2 separate regions of the Mus musculus genome follow, and region 2 is linked to region 1. A link is a contact called in public HiChIP or PLAC-seq data. All regions are on one chromosome and are shown on one strand. The core of a region is the stretch at or near the end of the contact, and the rest is flanking DNA. Distances in the headings are between cores, read along the strand shown. Region 1 has its middle 9.0 kb from the start of Gm15201. Region 2 holds the start of Txlng (taxilin gamma).

What was found. HiChIP or PLAC-seq counts read pairs in DNA pulled down with a chosen protein or histone mark.
Region 2: an H3K27ac HiChIP or PLAC-seq map of extraembryonic endoderm stem cells shows a contact between it and region 1. The contact joins the promoter of Txlng here to the enhancer-like site in region 1. A contact is called at or near these places in 1 of 39 promoter capture datasets (erythroid cells), 1 of 15 datasets of contacts at CTCF or cohesin (large pre-B cells), 4 of 484 Hi-C or Micro-C datasets (CD4 T cells, centrocytes, embryonic stem cells and 1 more), 8 of 115 datasets of contacts at active chromatin or transcription factors (the 230-238 cell line, embryonic stem cells, epiblast stem cells and 3 more) and 3 of 9 other capture datasets (adipose tissue, liver and pancreatic islet).

What each region holds. Positions count from the first base shown.
Region 1 is chrX:162,726,089-162,729,100 of GRCm38.p6, reverse strand. No RefSeq gene overlaps it. Among named protein-coding and RNA genes, the nearest start is that of Gm15201, 9.0 kb to the left of the region's middle. Within about 2 kb of position 1,545, at least 64 of the 459 cell types and tissues checked have an H3K27ac peak or open chromatin away from gene starts, as enhancers often do. A contact at or near this core is called in epiblast stem cells, extraembryonic endoderm stem cells and pancreatic islet, where this site is marked.
Region 2 is chrX:162,827,990-162,831,001 of GRCm38.p6, reverse strand. Txlng (taxilin gamma) reads left to right here and starts at 1,548. Exons shown (of 10, transcript NM_178935.5): 1 at 1,548-1,763. The coding sequence starts at 1,662.

The sequences.
Region 1 (3,012 bases), core at 296-2,795:
ATTCTAAGCCACTGCAGAATATTAAATTACACACATGCCATAATCGGTGCTTCCCCAAGTGGCCAAAAACATGGCGCACAACATGCTAACTCAAACTTCGTTTTCAGGGTCTTGGGTTGAACTCAGGCCTCAAGAACGCTGGGCAAGTCCTCTGCCACTGAACCTCAGGGCTTCAACCTTAATGTCACTGTGAAAGCTGGTGAAGAGTGAGAGAGTGTGTGTAACCTGCTCCAAAAGGAGATGTGGTGGGAGCTGTATGGCCTGTAGGACTGAGTGCCTGCCCAGGGTCAACGTAAATGAGGGATCAGATGAGTGACATGGTGACACTGTGAGATCTGCTCCGGTGTCTGGAATTAAACATCAAGAGTTAAAACACACACACATACACACACACACACACACACACACACACACACACACACACACACACACGTTGGGGTACCTTTTCCTTCTGGTTTGCCTACAGAATGCTTCTAGAAGCCAGAACCACACTGGGCGGGGAATTCTGGGAAACAGCATTCAGCTTAGCTAAACAGACACAGCACAAAGCAACCACAGCGTGTGCAGCAAGGGTCGCGCTGGAAATGGAAAGGGACAATGCTTGTAGCTGACCGCGGCTTGAGTGGTTTAGCTTGGCGAATTTCAGCTGGTTGCTAGGGCTCTTCCTGAAGCCTCATTAACTTAATGGCATATCCTTGTCACAGAGTCAACAGAACCTAGCTCCAACCTGTCTCTCCACTTTATCTGACCTACCCTCCTCCTCTTCTCTCTGTCTTGTCCTCTCTTTTCTGCTTCTGTTTCTGAGTATTATCTCCTCCACACCTCTCTGCCTCTCTGCCTGTATCTCTTTCTGTGTCTCTGTTTTTGTCTTTCTGTGTCCCTGACTGTCTTCTCCCTCTCCCTCTCTCTGCGACCCCCCTCCTCCCCCGGTCTCTCGAGCCATACATACGTTCTGGTTCTGAGGATCTAGTGACAAAAATGTCCACCTGGGGCTGCTCTGGCTTCCGTCCTCATACACAAAGTATTTTAAGCAATGCCCACCCTGTGGGGCTTACAGAAGATGGAGCAGACAAAGCAAAGAAGCTTGTTCTATGGTGGACCCTTGTAAGGACCCCGGAGAAAAGTAGAAATGGAAAAGTGACATCACAGGACAGGAAGATGGGCCGTCGTGCTCGTAAATCTCTGTAGTTTTAGCCCTAAGATCAAGGTCAGCTTGGGCTTCAAGAGATGGGGTTTGGAAAAAAAAAGACAGAGTGGGAGGGCAAGTGAACAGAGAACATTTTGTGGGTGATCTGACTGGGAGGTCAAGCAGACCTCTGCAGAAGGGAAGAAGAGCCCTTGATTGTGTGGAACACGGTGTCCTAGGCCGCCGCCAAGCAAAGTAGCTTAATGGCCACCAAGGCATTCAAGGCAAGGCTGGGAAGAGCTTGCTTTGTTCTCCCAGGGTACAAACAAAAAGACCAGAGCAGCCGGGTGAGCTCAGAGAGCTCTGGCCGGTGGTGGGTGAGAGGTCAGCGAAGTGGGTGGGAAGAGCGGCTAAGCCCTTATCTTTTTACTCTGAGGGCAGCGGGGGGCCTAATTGCACAATGGCATCTTCTCCACAGGAGTTGCTGTGTTGAGACAGACCGAAGGAGGGGAGATGAAACTAAAAGGGGCCAGTGAAACTCTGCTAGTAATCATAGCCAGCCCGCCCCCCTCTGCTCTGCTCGGAGCCAGCCCGAGGGAGATTTTGCGAATGCTTTTCTGCCTGTCCCTGCCCGGACGGTTTGAGTTTTGCTCCTGAACTGCATCCACCTGCATTCTCTCTCCCTACTCCATGTTCCTTTCTTTTTCCTTCTCATTTAGACTAAATTGACACTGTAATTTCATTTTACATTAAAAAGCCTTGATGGCATAATTTTAGGTGCTAAAAATAAAGTTAGTCTTCCAACTTCAAGACAATAGCAAAAGAGGAAAGGGTATATATTCTTTGATGGAGATTTTATTTTAATTAATTTTTTTTCTTTTGGTGTTTTGAGATAGAGTTTTTCTATGTATCCCCGGCTGGCCTGAAACTTGCTATGTAGATGAGGCTGGCCTTGAACGTTTTTGTTTTTTTGTTTCTTTCTTTCTTTCTTTCTTTTTTTTTTCGAAACAGGGTTTCTCTGTATAGCCCTGGCTATCCTGGAACTCACTTTGTACACCAGGCAGGCCTCGAACTCAGAAATCCGCCTGCCTCTGCCTCCCAAGTGCTGGGATTAAAGGCGTGCATCACCATACCCAGCTTTTGAACGTTTGATGAAAATTTAAAAGTACCTAAATTCTAAATCACTTCTACAGTAATGATATAAACATATATTTTCTGAGGAGGAAACAAAGTTATAGTTAAAGGCCAAGATTATTTTCTATTTTAAACCTGTTATACTGTCTCTCTGTCTCTGTCTCTTTCGGAGAGTCTTTCTTTTATTTTTTCAATTTTTTAATTAGATATTTTCTTCATTTACATTTCAAATGCTATCCCTAAAGTCCCCTATACCCTCCCCCCTCTGAGAGTCTTTCTACATTGCTCTGGCTGTCCTGGAGCTCATTATTAGATCAGGCTGGCCTCAAACTCACAGAAATCTGCTTGCCTTTGCCTCAAAAGTGCTGGTATTAAAGACATGCACAACCACGCCCAGCCCCAGCTAAACATTAAAATAAACAAATTAAAGCAAAATATTTTCAATACATGTTATAAAATAATTCAGTAACACCAAGAGAAAAAAATGTTAAAAATTCTTTGTGAACATGATTTTTAAAAGTATAATCTAACTTAAAATTAATCATCAGGGAAATGCAAATCAAAACAACCCTGAGATTCCACCTCACACCAGTCAGAATGGCTAAGATCAAAAATTCAGGTGACAGCAGATGCTGGCGTGGATGTGGAGAAAGAGGAACACTCCTCCATTGTTGGTGGGATTGCAGGCTTGTACAACCACTCTGGAAATCAGTCTGGCGGTTCCTCAGAAAATTGGACATAGTACTACCGGA
Region 2 (3,012 bases), core at 299-2,798, 100 kb before region 1:
TAAGTCCAAAAAAACCCCCAAAACTTTGGGCTGGAGAGCACTGACTGCTCTTCCAGATATCCAGATTTCAATTCCTAGCAACTACATGGTAGCTCACAACCATCTGTAATAAGATCTGATGTCCTTCTGGTGTGTCTGAAGACAGCTACAGTGTACATATTTGTTATTATAAATAAATTTTAAAAAGAAGACAGCTACAGGGTACTCATCATATATAATAAGTAAATAAATAAATAAATAAATAAAATCTTAAAAATTTTTTTTCAGCATGGCTGGGTGTGGTTGCACACGCCTTTAATCCCAGCATTTGGGAGGTAGAGGCAGGTGGATTTCTGAGTTCAAGGCCAGCCTGGTCTACAGAGTGACTTCCAGGACAGTCAGAGCTACACAGAGAAACCCTGTCTCAAAAAAACCAAAAAAAAAAAAAAAAAAAAAAAAAAAAAAGAATTTCTTCAACTGAACTGAGCTGGAGTGTAGTTCAGTGGTTGAGTGCAGGTGTTGTATGTATGAGATCCGTGGTTTGATAATGAGCACCACAAAAAAAAAAAATAACAATAAAACCCCCAAACAACATTAATAACAAAACCAACCCTATTTTCTCCTAAGAATTTGCTCATTTGAAATTTTCAGTCCCTCAAGTTATTTAAGTTTTGGCTCCTGGTATCACTGTTTTGTGTTCAACTGTAGGAAAGTATATTTGTACAGATTTTCATAGTGAATTATTTCAATTCCGGATTTTGTGATGGTCAGTGACTTCTAGACACTAGGCCACTAAGGATCTGGTTCCATTAAATAGAAAACAGGGGATATTTCTGAGTGACCTTCTCTAACATATCAAGAAAAAAATAACTGTTTTAGTAAACAGAGTTCGTGATATTTTTAATTAGCAAAACATATGGTGCAAAAAGCAAGACATTTTAAATACGAATTAATCTTGAACTAACATGGAGAACTGTACTTGAAGCCAGATCAGTTGGGCAAAGGTGAATAGGCTTCCAGCCCAAAGGAACTCTGGACAGTTAAACCTTGGGGAGAACTCTGGTAGAGAGGCTGTACTCTGGGCAAGTGTCCAATGTTCCAAATTCTGAGACTGCATCTCCCACCTCGAAAATAGCGAAGTTAAAAGAGTCTCTTATTCTCAAATTATACTTGCACAATTATGAAGAAGAGCAAAAAAAGCAAAACCACAAAGAAGTGTCTCTGATTCTATTCCTTCTCAAACTCTGGAAGATTTTAAAACTTTTCTTGTAGGTTAATAACGACTACTTTCCGGTACCGCGACATTGCCGCTCAGAGACTACAAGCCCCAGAAGGCTGCACACTCAGCACAGCGGGTACTCTTCCCCCAGGACGCTCCTATCCGGATTCATGGCTGGACGCCGGGGCCGCACATTCTTCTGGGACTCGTAGTCTACTCCCTTTCCCGGTCCGCGCAGACTCCAGCGGCCTCTGTCTGCCCTTCGGCCCTAACAGAAGCCCAGCCCAAAATTTTACGCTCCCCACCCCCAACAAACTGCCTTTCCTCAGGAGCCAACCTCCTCCGGTCACGTGAGAAGACTCTCACGCTACGATTGGTTGGGGTGTAAAGGGGGCGGGGCTGAAGCCCCTGAGAGGTTCCGTGCCCCTGGTCCAGCCGCTTGTTTGGCTGCTGCCGTCACCTCATGGCGACTCGGCTTGAGGAGGTAACGCGAGGAAGAGGCGGCGGTACTGAGGAGGCTAGTGAGGGCGGACGGGGCGGACGGCGACGTAGCCCCCCGCAGAAGGTCAGTGGAGGGGACGCCTTCGTTGTGGTTGGGTCGCGGGGATGATTGGGTTACCCTTTTTGGGGTTCACCTCTTCACTTACCCCTTTACCTTTAGCTACGGGACGAACATCCGGCCCGTTCCCCCTTTTCCTTCAGAAGAGTGACGATAGTTGGGGAGCAGGTGCGGGGTGGTTGTGACTGAAATGGATCTGGTGAGAAGGGACGGTGGTTGGGACTTGGGGACACTACGCCTAGTAGGGGGCTGAGGGAGGACATGGTGGACCCCGGTCTGAGAGGGTGAAGGGGTGCTAGGCAGGGGCGCTCCAGGTGTGACAGCCACGTGCGGCGGGTGCTGCCCCGGGTGTTGAGTCTTCAGCCTGTGTGGTCACCGGGCACTGGGACTCCGCTGCCCAAGGAGGTGACGGGGTGGGGGTGGGGGCTTATCGGGGTACGGGGTAGCCCTCTCCGTGTTGGGCAGGTGCGTAGGGCGCGCGCTGCGGGGTGCTCCCCGGCCTCAGAGCTGAGGCTGTTGCGCAGTAAGATAACAGCGCAGAAGCCGGGGCTGCCTTTCGCCCCTTCCCCCCTTCCCCTTGCCCCCCCGCGGTCCCCCGCGACACTGCGCGGGTGGCTACGCGGGGGACGCCGCGGGGCTCCCGGGATCCACAACGGGGCTTGGTCTCTGGGCATCATGGACCTGCCTTGAGTGTGAGGCTGGGGATGAGGTGGTGATGCTGGGGAACCAGCATCATCTTCTGATAGCTGTCTCCGGCTTCCTGCCACTACCCTCTGTTTCTTTTCTTTCTTTTTAATTTGATAAGTGGAAACTTGAGTTTCCTCCTGGGCTTCGGTTTTGGTCTTTCTTAATCTAGGAGAAGAGCTGGACTGTTTGTTTCCCCTTGCCTTACTTGACTCACGTCAAGGAGTTTTCAGTGTCTCCCTGGATACAAGAAAATCGAGATCTCTTTCAGAATGGGAGAAATCCACTTGTTCTGGAGCTCAGTGGGTGGAGTTTTGACAATGATTGCACAACGAGTAGGGTACAGGGCTTTCAGGCCCAGGAACCAAGAACTGGGGTGTATGGTATTGAAAAAGTGTAAATTCCATCCCTTTGCCTTGCAGGAGAACATACTGAAACCGCTTGACTTGTTGGACACCCTGCTTGACCACTGAGAGCTATTTAATATTACTTAATTATGTATTTGACTAATCTTAAAAGCCACTCCTGTATGAAGTTACGAAATAATATTTTTCTAATGCGATTCATGAAC